Regions from separate parts of the Ovis aries genome. Here region 2 is linked to region 1. The links are chromatin contacts, called in public Hi-C maps. All regions are on one chromosome and are shown on one strand. Each heading gives the region's core, a stretch centred on a gene start, on an enhancer-like site or on the middle of the called end of the contact. The rest is flanking DNA. Distances are from core to core; before and after follow the strand shown.

The links. Hi-C and Micro-C count contacts between places; a contact is called where the count stands out from the background.
Region 2: a Hi-C map of liver shows a contact between it and region 1, with 2.1 times the contacts expected there. The contact joins the enhancer-like site here to the promoter of N4BP2L1 in region 1. A contact is called at or near these places in 2 of 16 Hi-C or Micro-C datasets (liver and skin fibroblasts).

The regions. Positions count from the first base shown.
Region 1 is chr10:28,889,601-28,893,094 of ARS-UI_Ramb_v3.0, forward strand. It overlaps N4BP2L1 (NEDD4 binding protein 2 like 1), which reads left to right and starts at 1,847. Exons shown (of 4, transcript XM_027973025.3): 1 at 1,847-2,072. The coding sequence starts at 1,894. LOC105616164 (a long non-coding RNA gene) reads right to left here and starts at 2,819. Exons shown (of 2, transcript XR_009595260.1): 1 at 2,671-2,819.
Region 2 is chr10:29,057,792-29,061,234 of ARS-UI_Ramb_v3.0, forward strand. ZAR1L (zygote arrest 1 like) reads left to right here. Exons shown (of 8, transcript XR_009595259.1): 8 at 2,099-3,028. FRY (FRY microtubule binding protein) reads right to left here. Exons shown (of 64, transcript XM_042254804.2): 53 at 2,084-2,254. Among named protein-coding and RNA genes, the nearest start is that of ZAR1L, 90 kb to the left of the region's middle. Within about 2 kb of position 1,865, at least 14 of the 54 cell types and tissues checked have an H3K27ac peak or open chromatin away from gene starts, as enhancers often do. A contact at or near this core is called in liver, where this site is marked.

The sequences.
Region 1 (3,494 bases), core at 597-3,096:
CATTTCAACACATGAATATAAAAATTATTGAGATATTTTACTTCATTTTTTTCATATGGAACCTTTGAAATTCAGCAGGTATTTTAATCTCACTTGAAAGTGAAAAGTGAAAGTGAAAGTCATTCAGTTGTGTCCAATTTGCGACTCCATGGACTATACAGTCCACGGACTTCTCCAGGCCAGAATACTGGAGTGGGTAGCTGTTCCCTTCGCCAGGGTCTCTTCCCAACCCAGGGATGGAACCCAGATCTCCTGCACTGCAGGTGGATTCTTTACCAGCTGAGCTACCAGGGATGCCCCAATCTCACCTGGACCAGTCATATTTCACATGTGGCTTGTGACTCCTGTATTAGAGAACAGAAATCTAGAATGGAAAAGGTAGTATTTAAAAAAAAAAAAAAAAAGAAAAGGTAGTATTTGAGGCTGGGCAAAAAGTTCTTGTAAGAAGTATACTAGGATACATAGAAGTATGATAGGATACATACATGATAAGCATCACTATTTTTATGATTCATTTATAGTCTCTGTTCCTTATGGTTTTCCCCTAATATTTAGAGAAGCTTTTGAAATTTCAGTGTTTCTCAGCAGTGCCAAAAATCCTTGCTCTGGTGCTGGGAAGGGAAATGTCAAGAGAGAGTAGCTCACCTCCCTGTCCTCCCCTGCCCCTCCCTAGTAGAACCCCAAGAGGAAGGTGAAATTCTGAGCATAGAGCCCCTCCCTACTTGGAGAGTGCCTTCCAGAGCTCATTGTGCAATTCCTGGGTTTTGTTTTAGAAGTAAATTGCTTTTCTTCACAGTTCCTTTTCAAAATTTTCATACCTTAGCTGCCAAAAACAAAATGTATTTGCTTTACAATGGTTATTACAGCCCAAGCCACCATATATCTTGGCTTTTTCCAGGATGATGTTAATTTTCAATATTGTCTCTTTCAGTCCACGCTTCTTGGATTTTAGTTCAGAAAGTAGGATCTTTCTATCACACTCTTGAGTGTGAAATATTGGAAAGTACTGTGGTGATCAACCAACTGGCACTCACCAGTCCCAGAACTTAGAACTGAATTCTGGATGCTTCTCTCTAGTGTCAGTAGACTGCTCCTTTCCCTGGGGAGCTGAAATAGTTTCTGGGGAGACCACATCTTTTCAGGCAACAAAGTGTGTACCTGGGCAGTAACCCTTCTTTCTCAGAGGGCCTAGTTTATACTACTGTTCATAAATCTATCTGAGTTTTAAGGGGTGCCTTGTTTTGAAGAAGAGATTTCTAAAGTTATGTAGAAGCAACAAAGCTTTCTAAAAATATTTTTGGCAGGCTGATAAAGAAGAATTAAAAAAAAGGGGGGTGGGGTGGTAATTATACAGGTCCTGGGAGAGTGGCATTAGCCACTGGGACACCAGCCAGATATTAGTGCTCACAAACTGGGGAAAACTATGGTTTTTACTGTTATGTTCAAAATGCTGTTCACGTTCGTTCTCTTCGTCAACTAAAATTATTTCACTTTCAAGGCCTAGTGGGCGGTGGGATGGGGTAGGGCTTTTGCAGAAGGCCTGCCTTCCACGCGGGCAGCCCGGGGAAGTGACCAGTGTCCCGTTCGGTGGGCCCAGGGCGACAGGCGCAGGGAGCCACGGGCTGGGCTGGAGGTGAGGGTGGGCGGTGGAGGGGAGTGGAGGTCGGTCGCCGAGGTCTTCCTGGATGTCAGTCTCCCAGCGTCCCTGGCTTTCCAGGTAGGGACGACCCCTCCCACGCAGCGCGGTTCGGGCGGGTGGGAAGGAGGGGCTGGCCTGCGAGCGCCCGCCCCTCCATCTATCACATGGCCGGAGAGCCACAAAAACAACAGCTTTGGCCAAGACCGTGACTTCAGGAAAGGGAACGCTGGGCTCTCGCCGCCAGCCCCCACCCCATGGAGGAGAGTTTTCTTGAATCCTTTGGGAGGCTGAGCCTCAGGCAGCAGCAGCCGCCGCCTCCTCGGCCGCCAGCCCCGCCGCCCCCGCGTGGGACACCTCCGCGCCGCCACAGCTTTCGGAAACACCTCTACCTCCTGCGAGGCCTCCCGGGCTCGGGGAAAACTACACTGGCCAGGTAATGATGCGCCGCGCGCCGAGTCCCCGTCGGGCTCCGGTCCAGCCCGCGCCTGCCAAGGGGAAGCCGGGCCACCCGGTTCCCGGCCGGGCCGCGGGCCTGAGACGCGGGGGCCCGTGCCGTGGGTTCCCAGGCTGCGCCCGCGCGGGAGGACGGTGGTCGGCACCGCGCCTGGCACGAGCCCCCATGGCACCGGCCCCCCGCGCTGACCCCCCACCCCCGCCCCACACCGCACAGCGGGGCTGGACGCCTTCTCCCCGACTCTCGCAGCTTGGGGTCGGGGGCCCAAGGGCAGCCTTCTTCGGGAAAGCCGGATGGCGACTGCAGAGAAGATCTCCGGGCCGCCCGCTGGCGCGCAGGCACCCGCCACAGTGCGTCAACAGGCGTTTTAAACCGGAGCGGACACGCTCGGGGGCCGGGGGTCGGGGCCGGGCCAGGGCGCGCGATTGCGTAGAATATCTGGGGGGTGGAGGCAGACCCGCGTGTGCTTTGGCGAGTGCGAAGGCGCACAGGTGCCCCTGGGAGGGGGTCGCGTGGCCTCGCAGGCCGTCACCGACACAGCCTTTAAACTGTGCCCAAGCCGCCCAAATTAGTTTACCTGCGAATTGCGTCAGCTGCCCCGGTCCCGGGTCAGCGTGAATGACACGGGCTTGTTACCTTGGCCACCTTGCTAGGCCTGCCGCTCCAGCCTCAACTCCCACCACTCTGCAGCGTTGAACTGTTTCTCTCCTTGGCTTTGCTGACGGTGGCCCGCCTGCCTGGTTTGCCTTTGCCTGGCTTGCCCCTCCTCTGCCCTTTCCCTAACTGATTGCAACAGCGCTTAAGACTCAAGTCTGTTATCCTCGTACTCTGGGCTCCTCTGCTTCCTGTTTACACCTCTGCAGCTGTGCTCAGTTTTGCACATGGTTTTGTTTATCCTGTAAGTTTCTTGGAGGTGGGGGCCATATCTTATCCTGCAAAAGCGCAGTGTCTGGCAGTAGTATGTGTTCAGTAGAAGTGGTCCCTGGCCCTCAAAGAGGTTTCCGTCTCACCAGAGACATAAGGCTAGCTAGCTGTAGAATCATGGGGGCTGGCCGTCGAACTGTGGAACCTTAGAAAAAGAATCCATGTGGCAACGTACAATCAGAAGCGGATTTGAATGGTACACAAAGAACGTGGGAGGAAGGGCTGGGTCCTTCAGGGTCAGGGAAAGATGACAGCCCTGGGGATGTGTTGCCAGTTTTAATTAGGATTCGTGGCTGATTTGCCTTTAGCGAAACCTTATTGCTACATTTTCACAGATTCAAGTGACTTCCAAATGGCCATTGGTACCCTTTTCTAAGAACCACACACATTTTAATAGGTCTTTTCTCTGTCTTGGTGGAGAATGGGGAAGCCTTCCTGGAACCTGGCAGAACTTGGTTATTTTATGATACAGTCATG
Region 2 (3,443 bases), core at 615-3,114, 170 kb after region 1:
AGCTAAAGTCAGAGCTGGACCTGCTTTGACTATCTGTGACTCTGTAAGCAGGCTAGAATCCCTTATTGTAATCTTGTGGAGAAGTAACATTCTCAAATAGTTTATTCTATTTGGATAAAATACATACTATCACACTCTTGTGTTTCTTATAAAATCATAATCATACAAGGTAACAACCACTATTTTTTTTTTCTAGTTCTTGTTGGCTAGGACAATAGAGAAAACACTGGAAGGAAGGCATAGTATCCATCACTTGCTGTCCCTGACAAATATTAGCACAAAATTTGTTTTCAAATGATAAGCATCTAAGGTTTTCCTTATTTTGATAAAAATTAGTTCTGGAATTGTGTCTGATTCTTCTACTTGATAGCATTCCTGCCAGATCCCTTCACACAGCCCATTTGTCTTTGTATGAAAAAGATCTTGAAAAAAAGATGCATCTCTTGTTTCATCAATTTTCCCTCCTCAGTTTAACTTACAGAGTGAAAAGGGTACTACCTAAGCTTGAATTCTAGCCTGAGAGCAAAGATGAGGTCAGTTGCCCAAATTATCTTTTGACATTCCATATACGTCTAGCTCATTTTGAAAATATTCAAAACAGCTGTATTTTGCATTACACTTTTAAAACAGTTCTCACCACATTTACTTGTTGATTTCTTTATTGCTAGTTATGGTTAACACAGAAAACTGCAGAACTTTTTACTGGTTCAAGAAAATTCAAGGTGAAGAGCTGACATGTTTTAAAGGTGCCTTGCAGTCAGTAAGGGCTAGATCTGATAAACCTGTTTCCAGGGGAGGAATTGGTGAAGGATACATTCTTCATTCTGAGGACATGACTCTTCCTTGCTGGCACAGCCAGCCAGGGTCGTCAGTGGCCAGTAAGGACAAAAATGGACAGCTCTGTGACCTCGCCTTGACCTAAGTGGATTGGTCAGCAAGTGTTCTTTTAGGGAAGGTAAGCAGTTACCTGAAGTATCATTTCCCACGAGTTTATAATTAGGAGGTGCCCACCTGCCATAGGGCTTCCCTGGTGGCTCAGATGGTAAAGAATCTGCCTGCAATGCGAGAGACCCAGGTTCGATCCCTGGGTTGGGAAATCGCCTGGAGAAGGGAATGGCAACCCACTTCAGTATTCTTGCCTGGAGAATCCTATGGACAGAGGAGCCTGGCGGGCTACAGTCCAAGGTGTTACAAAGTCGTGTCAGACTTGACACAACTGAGTGACTAACACTACTACTACCATAGGATATGATGAGCTTGGAATCTGGGCTTCCATTTGAACTGTGTGACTGGCAAAAGCCCTCTGTCTGGGAAGTATAATGTGGAGCCCACCACACACCAGGCTCGGGAGCAGGCATTCTTACAGATGGCAACCTCATTGAAGGGAACTTAGTGTCCATCCCAGGAGGAAAAAGCCTGCCTTTCAGCTGGAATATGCCCCCAAGCTACTGAAACAATGCTGCTCCTTCCACTCCCAGTTTTCAAAAACATGACTCATAACTGAAGCACCTTATTACCACAATTATCACTCAGATACATAGATCTGCATCTGCCTGTTCAGACTTGAATTCAGATGCTCCAGGTGTCAAAAACCAGCCAAAAGCAGAACCAGGAGCTCTTATATGTTAAATCTAGTTTCAAGTTCTGAGGATTTCAAACAGCACGAATATGCCAGGCCCTCGGGCTCCGATCACAGGCTGTAGCAGGCAAGCTTTGAAATCATCACATAAGAGCAACTTCACGCTTAAAATAATTAAATGCTTTGCCTGTGTTTCCCAGGCACCAGAGCACAGGCTGAGACCATCAATGTTTCTGGTTTTAAGTTCACCTTTGGACTAGACACACACGCAGTCTCCGTGTGGCCATTCAAAGTCAGATCTCTGCCATTTAGAAAGAACTTGGAACCGCTTTGGCCCTGGGCTCAGACAGGAAGGGTGGGGTGACTTTTGCCCAAGTTAAGCTGCTGTACTTTAAATAAACTGATCCAAAATAAAGTTTACAAGCTTTCTAATTAAAGAACTCACTATTTAGCAGGTAGAAAGAGAAAGGCTGAGCAGATGGTTTTCACTGAGCCTGTGCCTACCTCTCCGTCCTCTAGCTCCACATCCAGGAAGTCGAAGTCTCTGAAGACCCGGAACTGCTGCTCGCTGTTGGTGTCATCCATGTTCTCCTGCTCCCGGGCCCCGTCCTCGGATGACACCAGGCTCGTCTGATGCTCCAGCAGGTCCAGGTCCCCGCACGACGAGAAGATCACCTGTGAACCGAGAGGGCTCTCCTGAGAAACTACTCTCCCTTCGGTGGTTTGAGCTACAGAACCCGTAACTGGCTCCTCGTAGCACTGTATTTCCAGTACACACCTAATTCCTTAAGTGGGTATTTTTAGAATGTTCTCTTATTATTTATGTTGGACAGGTGCCTTCAGATTAAACGTTGCAAAGACGCAAGTTCATGTACTAGGAAAATGTTTGAGTCAAATAATTGCTTCTTAAGACTGGATCCTACGTGTGTACGTGTGTGTGTGTGTGTGTGTGTGTGTGTGTGTGTTTCAACTGAGCGTGTCTGTATTCACAGACAATCTACAGCACCCAAGAAATTTTCCATTGTTTCTACACTGACCGAGGTTAGAAACTGTATAGATTGACATACACATACACATCACATACATATTATCATGTAAGATTTTAAGGACTACTGATGCCAACGAAATAATGTTACTATAGAATGAACTGTGAGAGCAAAAGATTTAACCCTTTGAGAGAGAAACCTGGAATGGTAAAGAAAAAGAAACCTAAGTCAAGAAGTACAGAACTTGTTCATTTGAATTCCAGAAGAGAAGCTGAGCAGCTGTGTTCAGAATTCACACTCAAATTCCTGTCCTGTTGATTTAAACAAAACTTATTTTTCTACTAAAATTTTAGTATGTCAGCCTTTTAAAATTATATGTATAGGTTCATTTTTCTTGGGCCATTTTAATATAACTTCTAAATGTTATATTAGAAATAAATAAATCAAAATGTTTTGAAATAAATCTAAATGTTTTGCTATGCAGCCTCTCCTGAACATAGACTGATATTAAACAAAATGAACAATGTTCTTTTAATTTAACCATTATAACCTCTTGGTCTTCCTTGAAAGTAAAAATTCATTTATAAGAATTTAAATGTAACAATTGTCTCTCAACAGGAAAAAGTAAATGGATTTTAAATATACTTTCTTTTTTCTCCAGTGTTTTAGGAACAGTCATAGGATTTGCACTAGGTTTTTATAAAATGGCACAACACACAGTCTGTACAGGGACTACAAATGGGTGCACGAGATAAACAGCACTGACGACCAGCCACCTAGTCAGGGAGAGAGGAGAGACTAGAATTTTTTTTTTTAATATAGCTGCTTTGTAATGTTGTGTTACTTTCTACTGTGTAGCAAAGTGAATCAGTTATATG